2 separate regions of the Mus musculus genome follow, and region 2 is linked to region 1. A link is a contact called in public Hi-C data. All regions are on one chromosome and are shown on one strand. The core of a region is the stretch at or near the end of the contact, and the rest is flanking DNA. Distances in the headings are between cores, read along the strand shown. Region 1 holds the start of Rnf6 (ring finger protein (C3H2C3 type) 6). Region 2 holds the start of 1700028E10Rik (RIKEN cDNA 1700028E10 gene).

The links. Hi-C and Micro-C count contacts between places; a contact is called where the count stands out from the background.
Region 2: a contact with region 1 is called in a Hi-C map of B cells, with 5 read pairs. The contact joins the promoter of 1700028E10Rik here to the promoter of Rnf6 in region 1. A contact is called at or near these places in 2 of 39 promoter capture datasets (cranial neural crest and erythroid cells) and 3 of 484 Hi-C or Micro-C datasets (B cells, CD4 T cells and regulatory T cells).

What each region holds. Positions count from the first base shown.
Region 1 is chr5:146,219,856-146,224,710 of GRCm38.p6, reverse strand. It overlaps Rnf6 (ring finger protein (C3H2C3 type) 6), which reads left to right and starts at 3,254. Exons shown (of 5, transcript NM_028774.3): 1 at 3,254-3,491; 2 at 4,227-4,309. Gm38745 (a long non-coding RNA gene) reads right to left here and starts at 994. Exons shown (of 2, transcript XR_868694.1): 1 at 658-994.
Region 2 is chr5:151,365,244-151,370,209 of GRCm38.p6, reverse strand. It overlaps 1700028E10Rik (RIKEN cDNA 1700028E10 gene), which reads right to left and starts at 1,535. Exons shown (of 4, transcript NR_045700.1): 1 at 1,354-1,535. It also overlaps a transcript of Stard13 not described here.

The DNA of each region.
Region 1 (4,855 bases), core at 2,005-4,504:
TTGAGAAGAGTTCAATTTTTCAAAATTTCTTTAATCTCTAACATTTTCTCACCAATTTCCTATTGATCTTTAATAGCTCCTTTTAACTTCAATATAGTGAGCCTGTCAACTTGTGTTGACTACCAATTTTATCAATTCTTTTTTATGTAAGTTTTTGTTTTGTTTTGTTTTGTTTTAAGTCAAAACAGGCTGCCTATTCACTTTAAATTCTCTGGGGTTTTTAGTTTTGTGTGTGTGTATTCCCCCCCCCCCCAACCCCCATCCAATTTTGGATTAAATGTTTCAATGAAGAGATACATAAAGCCAAGTTATCTTTAGATTTCCCCATTTTCCAAATACATATAAGTTAAACTAACACAATTATCAAACATAAAACCAGCTGGAGTACCACATGGCAGCTTTTCTCTGAACATTTCCTCCTTCCATGAATTAGACACGGGAGGAGAAGCCGAAAGCAAATGAACAAACCAAATGTCCTGAAAGCAAACAAACCGAACCGGGCACAGGCAGAAACCAAAAGAAACAGATGACTTTAAACAAACAAAGAGCTCCCTAAGCAAACAGGGAGAATAATAAAGTAACCAAACTAAGAGGATCCTCACAACCAGTGCAAAATAAAGCAAACCAAGGTAGGTCTAAGTCCCAGAAACAACTCACCAGCATTCCGCTGAGGAATCAACACCAAACAGTTGGCACTAGAGGCCCAGCCTGGCAACAATCCAGTGACTCCTATTACGAAATTGGATCATCTTTGGGGCTCCACATTCAGCCACCAAAACCCCTTAATGCAAAAGCAGTTCTAGCCTCAGAAAGAATGAGTTTGTCCTGGAGCCAAATGTGAGCGGCCACGGCTTGGGAAGACAGATTTCAGTTATTCCAAATACCATGTTCCGTAGCAGTAACAGATTCATGACTTTCTTTTTCCCCTGAGACAGGGTTTCTCTGTGTAGCCCCGGCTGTTCTGGAACTCATTTTGTAGACCAGGTTGGCCTCCAACTTAGAAATCCGCCTGCCTCTGCCTCCCAAGTGCTGGGATTAAAGGCGTGCGCCACCACTGCCCAGCTCATGATGGTTTTATAGTAACAGAACAAAGAAAATAAAATTGAGATACTTTCAAGATACCTTGATGGATAAAGCCAAATCTGGTGGTACACGCCTTTAGTCTCAGCACTCAGGATGCAGAGGCAGACAGATCTCTGAGTTCAAGGCCAGTCTGGTCTATAAAGCTAAGGACACCCAGGCTACACAGGGCTACCCTATCTCGAAGGACAAAAGGAAGGAAGGGAAGGAGGGAGGGACGGAGGGAGGGAGGGAGGGAGGGTGGAGGTTGGTGTTAACAGGCAGGCAGATCTCGTAAAAGCAGGAAAGTATGTGCTACTGGCCACAGATGCTATCTGCTTAGATTATTTTGAGTTGGTGGAAGCTAAGGGACTTTCCATAAGGCCTAACCTGCTAGTCACAAGGACGTTAGGTTACACACAGACATGGGTGATAAGTGGTTATTGTGGGGGGACATGGCGAGAGATATCCCAGGGTTATTTGGCTTTGACTTGTAACACAATCATGGAACTTTTAACCAATCTGCCTTGTAGAGTGTTTAACATGTCCCTGGAGGGGAGGGGGGAACGTCTGTTCACAAGTCCCACTTCCAGTATTAAAAAGAAATGGAAGGGACTTCAAGGTAAGGTGAGAGATGAGAGGGCTGGCTTGATGTGTGCCTCTGAAAGACATAGTCAGAGTAAGAAAAAAAATAGACATCTCCCCATCTTAGTCAAAGTTTCTATTGTTGTAAAGAGACACCATGACCAAGGCAACTCTTGTAAAGGAAAGCATTTCATTGGGGCTGGCTTATAGTTGTAGAAGTTTAGTCCATTAGCATCATGGTGGGAAGCATAGCAGTGTGCAGGAGATAATGGTACTAGAGAAGGAGCTGAGAGCTCTACATCTTAATCCATACACAGACAGCAAGGAGGAGACTGAATATGTTTCACACTGGCTGTAGCTTGAGCATCTAAAACCTCAAAGCCTTGCCTCCACAGTGACACACTTCCTCTAACAAAGCCACACCTCCTAATAGTGCCACTCACTATGGCCAAGCATTCAAACACATGGATCTACGGGGACCATTCCTATTCAAACCACCACAATCCCAAATAGAGCTATACAAAGAAAGCTTTAGAGAATCATGAAGCAATTGGATACTAGAAAAAAAACAAAGTCAGGCTACACAGAGACATACACCCACCACTGTCTCCATCACATAGCTCCCTGATGAAGTTGGGGAAAGGAACTCCAACAATAACCTTACTTCCAGAAGGAAACTCAAAGGAAAGTCTTATCCTCAGAACAACAACATAAAAGGACATATAGACAGTTTGGATCAATATTCAAAGGGAGAGAAAATAATCACCAAGCAGGACACCCTAAATAAGACCCAACCCACTTTAAAGCCATTGGTCTCCCCAATTGGGGTCACTTTTCTACAGGAGAAATCTGTAACACTCTCCTATGTTTTAAATATTAAACAGATGGGGAGAGAGGAGGGGAATCCTCCTGATAGACAGTATCACCTTTTACTCTAGTAGTTTCATTGATGCTAAGGCTTGCTACATCATGGTAACAAAGCACCCAGCAAACATGGTAGCACATCCCTAAGAAGGGCAAGAAGCTCACCAGCTAAAGGCCTGCCTGGGCTATATGAGCCCCCGTCTCAAAACAAAACAAAGTCACTCAATAATGAAAGAAGGGAGGAAAGAGTTATGAATCACAGCAGTATGCGCGTATTAAACTGATTAAGCCATTTGGCTGATGGGGGTGTCAGGAAAGGGCCCTACCAGGACCACAAGAAATGGTTGGGTAAATCTGGTGTCATATAATGAAAAAAGAAATTAGACAAGGGATAGCGGGAGAGAAAGAACGTGAATGGTTAATATTGGGAGCTTCGAAGTGCTTTCTCATCACAAGCACTTGATATTTAGTTTCCTCATCCCAGTGAACTACACTAAGGGAAAATTTCAAACTGGGTAGTTAACCCGGGTAGTAATGAGCAACGAACAGCTTGACAGATGCGTTTTTCTCCAGACTTCGTCAAAGGACACTGAAATACGAGAAGAGGAGCTGGCATTTCCAAAGGGTGGAAAGGCGCCTCCGCCTTCGGTCCTGAAGCCGCCACGGGCTCTGAGTGCCTTGACCCGAGCCCGCGACAGCCGGACCTGCGCACAGCAGATGCGGAACTCGGGCGCCGCGGCTCGGCTTCCGGGGAGCGCCGTTTCCAGACGCACCGGCAGGGTCGCTGCAGACGGTGGCCAGTCTTAGTTCTCCGAGGCGGTGCGAGAAGGCCGGAGATCGGACGCTCCTCTCTTAGCTTTCTCTCCGCCAGGTCGACTCCGAGCAGCAACACAGACTCTGAGCTTCGCGCCTCAGGGGAAGATTAGAGGGCGTAGCGGCCTTCGAAGGCTCGGCCAAGAACCTTCCGCCCCCTCGCCGCCTCGGTGAGAACAACCGCGGGTCATCGCGCTGGAGGTGGGGTCGGGGGGAGGGGGCGTTGGGTACACGGGGCGGGGGAAGGGTCATTTGGTGAGTCTCACTACTACTTCCGGGAGACGCCTCGGAGAGGAGGACGTGCTAGGGGGCGGGGTTCCGAGGGGAGAGACACTTACCTCTTATCCGATTGGCTTATTGCTTGCTGGTTGAGCTTTGCTAGTTGCTGATTGGCCGGCCCCAAAGCCAAATCCAGGTCGCAGGGGAAGCGTTACTTGAGGCTAGATTGAGGTGAGATTGGTCGGGTTCCTGAGTCCAGTTCGTTTACTGGAGTAGGGACTTCATCTTAACCCTAGTCGGGGGCCTCGATTAACAGGATAAGGAAAAGAACCAGTAGCGGGATGGTGGGGGCGGTTGACAACGAAGTGAAGGCTTAGAACTAAACTAACTTCCTCACCTAACCCTAGCTACACCCAGATGGGAACGTGATACGGTACGAAGGCCTTTGAGAAAGGAGGAGGCGCAATCCTCGGAGCGGTGACAGTGTAGGAGGAGAGACCTTCTGGGAGGTTTTTTTTTTTTTTTTGTTATCTAATTGTATGAGTCTCTAATTACCTAGATGATGGTATAACAGAACCTTCTGGAGAATTTAGCTCTGGCTTTGCAGAGGAGTCGGGAGACTACTGGGTGTTCCGGGACTTCAAAGAGGCAGTTTGCTGAATAATACAACTTTTGTTTTTATTCAGATGAGCAGCTCTCAAAAGAGGCACAAACATCAGAAGCATGGATACAGTCTCATCTGTTAGAAGAATGTTCAAAGGAAAATAAGGTATTCATTTTGCCTTACTTATGCTTAGTTAATCCAAGAATATTGCCTTGGAGGAGAAGATCTCTGGTTTTTTAATATTTTAAAGAACTTGACTTTTTTTGTCATTAGATTTCCACTTATTAAACATCTGTTTCAAAAATCAAGTTTCTAAGCTGGGCGTGGTGGTGCACGCCTTTAATCCCAGCACTTGGGAGGCAGAAGCAGGCGGATTTCTGAGTTCGAGGCCAGCCTGGTCTACAGAGTGTGTTCCAGGACAGCCAGGGATATACAGAGAAACCCTGTCTCGAAACACCCCCCCCACCCAAAAAAAAAAAACCAAGTTTCTGCTGTGACCACCAAAAATGCACTTTGCTAATAGTTACTGATTGCAGTGCAAATGGAAATCCTTTACTTTTTGATATTATTAATTAAATTAACATCTGAGTGAATCTTGCTCCCCCCAAGGGGTCTCATATGTGTGTGTGTGTGTGTGTGTGTGTGCGCGCACACACACACACATTCTTGAATGTTCTAGAATTCACTCTGTAGACCAGGCTGCTCTGGAGC
Region 2 (4,966 bases), core at 286-2,785, 5.1 Mb before region 1:
ATGCATTTTACTGATGGTTAGGGTCAAATGCCATTGTCAAACTCAGAATACAAAAACTTATTTACGCGCGCGCACATACACGCGCACACACACAAACAGAAAGCATTAAAGCATTCTGTACATTTTAAATGACACAGTAGGGGTAAAGGGCAATGACTTAGTGAAAAGAAGAAACTATAAAGAAGTTACAAAAGGAAAGGGATTTTTAAAATGTTACCTTCCTGGGTGTAAAAATTTAAATGTCTGTTGAAGTGATTTTTTGAGTTACTATTTTCAAGAAACTCTGAAGAACAGAGATGACATAATTGAGAAATTTTGTATACCTGGTGTTACAGCACCCTCTACAACAGAGTATATTATATGAACTTGCTTCCCGAATGTGTGACTGTACAAACTTTATGGTTTTAGCGCTTAGTTTGCTCCCTTGGCACCTGCTAGAAAGGCTACTAATCTGTCGGGTTAATGTGTCAAAACAGCAATAACAGCGAAGAGCTCTCCTGAACTCTTTAAACTATTCCAACTGTGGGCCTTAGTCACCTAGCTCTCCTTCCATATCACCTCTCCCAGTTCTAAACTCTAGTGAACTGGCCTCTTAAAAGCCTTCTGAACTCAAATGCATGCACAGGTAGGGAAAATACTGCTGTAGTGGGGGAGAAAGGTCCAGAGACAAGTGACCGCAGATCTCTGACTTCTAAGGGACATCTCACTGGCTCGCACTGTGCATCTTGATACACAATAACTCACAATAGCTAACAGTGCTCCAAGTGTATTACATCTGGACTTTTTTAAACATGAATTCTTTTAAGAGGAAAGTTATGTTCACTTTCTAGCTCTGGTGGAAACTCGTTTTCCCTTATCTAAAGGAAATACGGCATAACAGCCACAGCGTTAATTTCACAGTTCTGAGATGAACCTGGTGAGACTGTCTTGTTTTAAAAACCTATTATCATTCTTCTAATGTTTAATCCCCGATACTGCTCGTTTTCGCAACACCCCAGCTTAACAGACGTAATGGAGCAAAAGCTTTTCTCCAACACAGGCTAACGAAAGGCTACAAAGTAAAGCCTCCTCTCTGCAAAGCGGGACATGGAGGACCTCGGTCCACGCCGAGTGAAGAACCGAAGCACAGTGCCCAGAAAGGAGGAAACAAAAAAGGAGAGCCAGTGGGGCAGGAACTGTGTCGCCAGGACTTGAAAAGACGGGAAAAGGCCGGTTTCCTCCCGCGTGAGGTCCGTTCCCGCTCCAGACTCCAACCATTTCCGCTCAGGGTAACCGCAAAACCCTTCCCGCGCGGGAACTCGGTGGAGGAGGAGTCTTGGGTCCCGCCCTTCTGGCGGAGCGCATAAAGCCTACCCCGGCCGCCGCGGTGTCTCTGGAATGTTCTGAAGGGAGGAAGCGCGCCCCTCCGCAGTCCGGGGAACACTCGGCGCCAGATGGCGCTACCGCACCGAGAGCCAGAACCTGCGCCTCAAGGGAGCTGGGCTGAGACACCACCGGAAGTGAGGGCTCCGCGAGCCTCCTGGCCCGGATATCCAGCCTTCTAGCGTGTTCCCGCGCGGGGGCGGAGCTACAACCGGAACCGGACTGCGAACGCGGGGCCTCGTGGCGGAAGAGCCAGGAGGGGCCTTGGAGGCGGTAACTTCCGCTGCGCGCGCCTGGTCTGGGCGTGCACGCGAGGGGCGGGGCCTCCGCGCGGGCGCGCGAGCGCTTGCGTACTAGGAGGGCGTTGTTGCGGGAGGCATGTGCTGATTTCTCCATCTTTGATCGCTTGCAGGCCTCGCCGGGCGGACATTAAACTGGTGTCTTAGCAGGTTTTTGTCTGTTTTGTTGCTTCCCTCTCACAGGAGTTGGTTTCTGGCTGTAAATTCAGTTTCTGGAAATCTCTGGAACGTTAGCGATGTACAAGGTAGTCTCGAGCTGCTTTCTCGCCATTGATTCCCAGCCAGTGTCAGTCCTTGCATCGTTACCCACTCGAGGCTACCCGTGACAGCTAATGGCATCTAAGGATTTGGAAAGGCTTATATTACGGACTTTTAAAGCGCTTAATTTGAGCTTTACCCTTTATTTTTGTCAGGATATTGGCACTCTGCATTCTGCGGTGTGGCTTTGCACAGAACCGTTTGTTGAGGGTTTGAACGCTGCCAGGGGAAAACTCCGCCCCTTTCCCACGTTGGCTGTGTCTGATCCAAACCCATTTTTAAGTAGCTGGACAGTACTTTACCCTGGTACATGGGCTTTGTTTTTATTTTAGTTGTATCGTGAGGACTATGAACTTGTATTGCAGAAAGTATTAGTGTCCACCTTTAAATATACATAACACTTTCGGCTGAAAGACAGTTTCCCAAAGCTCCCGAGTTTCCCAGGAATGTCTTCAGCTTTTGGTAGATGCTTTTAGGAATTTCAGAGGTCCTTGCTGTCAAAGATTTAAATAAAGTCAAACATAAAAAAGTAACAAAACATGCACGCTCGCACACACACTCACAAACACACAATTTTGTGTTGGCCAGTTACTTCTGGGCATGGGGCCTTCCCAGAAGTGTGGTTGATACTCCATAGGGGAAAATTGATTTTACCTTTCCCAGTATTATCAGTTATCAGTTGTACATGCCTTTTGGTTAGGAATGGAACTTTGTAATCTCTAACCCCTAGTTTGTACTGTTTTTTTTTTTTTCCCCCTTGCTTGAACCTGTTGTGAATGAAAACTCCTGGGGGTGGGGGGCCGGGTGTGGCAGAGACTGATTAGAATTTTAGTGCTGTAGCAAAATTGGAATGTTGCAGGTCCAGAGTTTAACTACCTTATCTTAGTCTAGTTTTAGTCTCCTATGTACTCCAACTGCCATTCCTTAGTCAGCTTTGTGTCAGAACTAAAATCCCATGAGAGATTTTTAAAAAGAATGAAATCTGTTGGCTGATACTAGCTTCTACCAACCTAAAAAACAAGAAAGTCATCAGATGAGACCTGTAAGAAAACCTGCCCCATCTTCCTGAATTGCCTTTATGGTATTCCCACAGATGTGTTTTACATGTCTCGATTCATTATTTTCTCTGTTCTGTAAAACTAAAACTGCTTCCATGTAGGAGCATAAAATTTGTGTTCCTGGGCCATGGTCACTAAAAATGGATCCTAAATAGACTATCTTTTATTCCCTTTAAGATGAGCACTCTTTTCTGCTTTGACTCTGTAGGTAATGTGTGTGTTGTCACAGTCTCTGTGAGTTTATACACATATCAGCCTTGGTGTGTCTGCATGATGCTATTTTTTTTTAAATGCTCTTTAAAGTGAGCTAATGGAGTAGAAACGTTAAGGTAGAAATTGCACAGGTGTGGCATCATGAGTGGAGAAAAGTGGATGATCTGCTGTAGGCAAATGAGAACCTGGTAACTCTGCCTTCATTTTCTATGCCTGTATCTTCCTCCTCCTCCTCCTCCTTACCATCATCATCATCATCATACTCATTCTCATCCTCCTGTCCTTTTTTTCCTGCGAGTCAGACTCCTGCTTAACTCTACAATAACATGCTACTCTGGCACCCAAGGAGAATCTGCTTACCCTGTCTCACTATTTTCATTTGAATGGTGCCATGTTACATTTATGTAAGGGCCAAGTAGAAAATATGGGCAGCATTGTAGGTCACTCAGAATAGGTCAGAAATAGGAAAAGGTTGAGACCGTATGCCCGAGGGAAGCTATACTCGATTTTCAAAATCTTCATTACGTGGAGACTACCCCTGATAGATCTGAAGAGAGATTGACTTGACCTCATGTCAGTGGTCTCCTAGAACCCATATAATTTCCAGCTTTCTGCACTTCACACTTTAATTCAATAAACCTTGACAATGCATGGCTCTGTTAAATGCTAAACATGACCCTAAAGGGCTAGGATGAAAAGCATTGGGGAAGTGACTTGCCCTAAATTAACTTGTCCATTTTATCAAAAACTATCCCAAGCATATCCTCCATAACTTTGTCATCCATATTATTCATGTATTCGACTTGGTAGTGTTTGTCCTCTTGCTAATATTTATTTCATGCTGAAATAATTTTTTGAAACCTAAAGTAAAGTCTACTATCATAGAACAAAATGAAATTTGATTGTTTAACCCACAGCAAAACATAATAGGAAGAAGCTCCAAGATAGCATCTTCATGGGCAATTACATTATTGACAAACTAGAGCTGTGTAATGTGCAGTTCCACACACATTAAAAGTAGCAAAAGAGACTGGAAGTCTGTGGTGTTCATGATGAATCACACAATTACAGGTACTGATGGATTGACAGTCATCCAATTTTAGGAGAAAATTTTGTTTTTTATTTTTATTGTATGTGTACAGCTGTTTTGCCTGCATTGCATGTACATGTTTACCACATGTATGCCCAATGACCTTGGAGGCTGGAAGAAGACAGCAGATCCCCTGAAACTGGTGTTATAGATGTTTGTAAGCTGCCTTATAGGTGCTGGAAATTGAACCTGGGACCTCTGGAAGAACAGCTAGTGCTCTTAATGACAGAGCCATATCTTCAGTGCCTTCTTTAAAGAGGTAAAACAGGCTATATTTCAGTTGTGTGTCCATTGAAAAAAACTGCTGAATTTTTATTGTGAACATCTAGAATTGCCCTAGCCCAAATGAAAAAAGTTAAAGCTCCTTAAATACCAGAAACTTGGTGTCAGCTCTGACCATGCCAACCCTAGTGTCCATTTCATCCCTCCCTCACCAAGGAGACATGTTAATTATGCAATGAGTGTGGCCTGAGTAATGGACACCATTCTCAGATCCATAGGACATGCCCAATAAGAAGGCATGTTTCAGAATCAAAACCCCAACTTTCCTTACTTGGTAGTTTGTTTTTAATTTTCATAATTGGTAGAATTAAATAAATACAGCTTTTATAAAAATAAAATTTTTTAAAAAGGATAGTTTTTCACACGTATTGACCAGAAGTGGTTCAAATGGCATTGTGTCATTG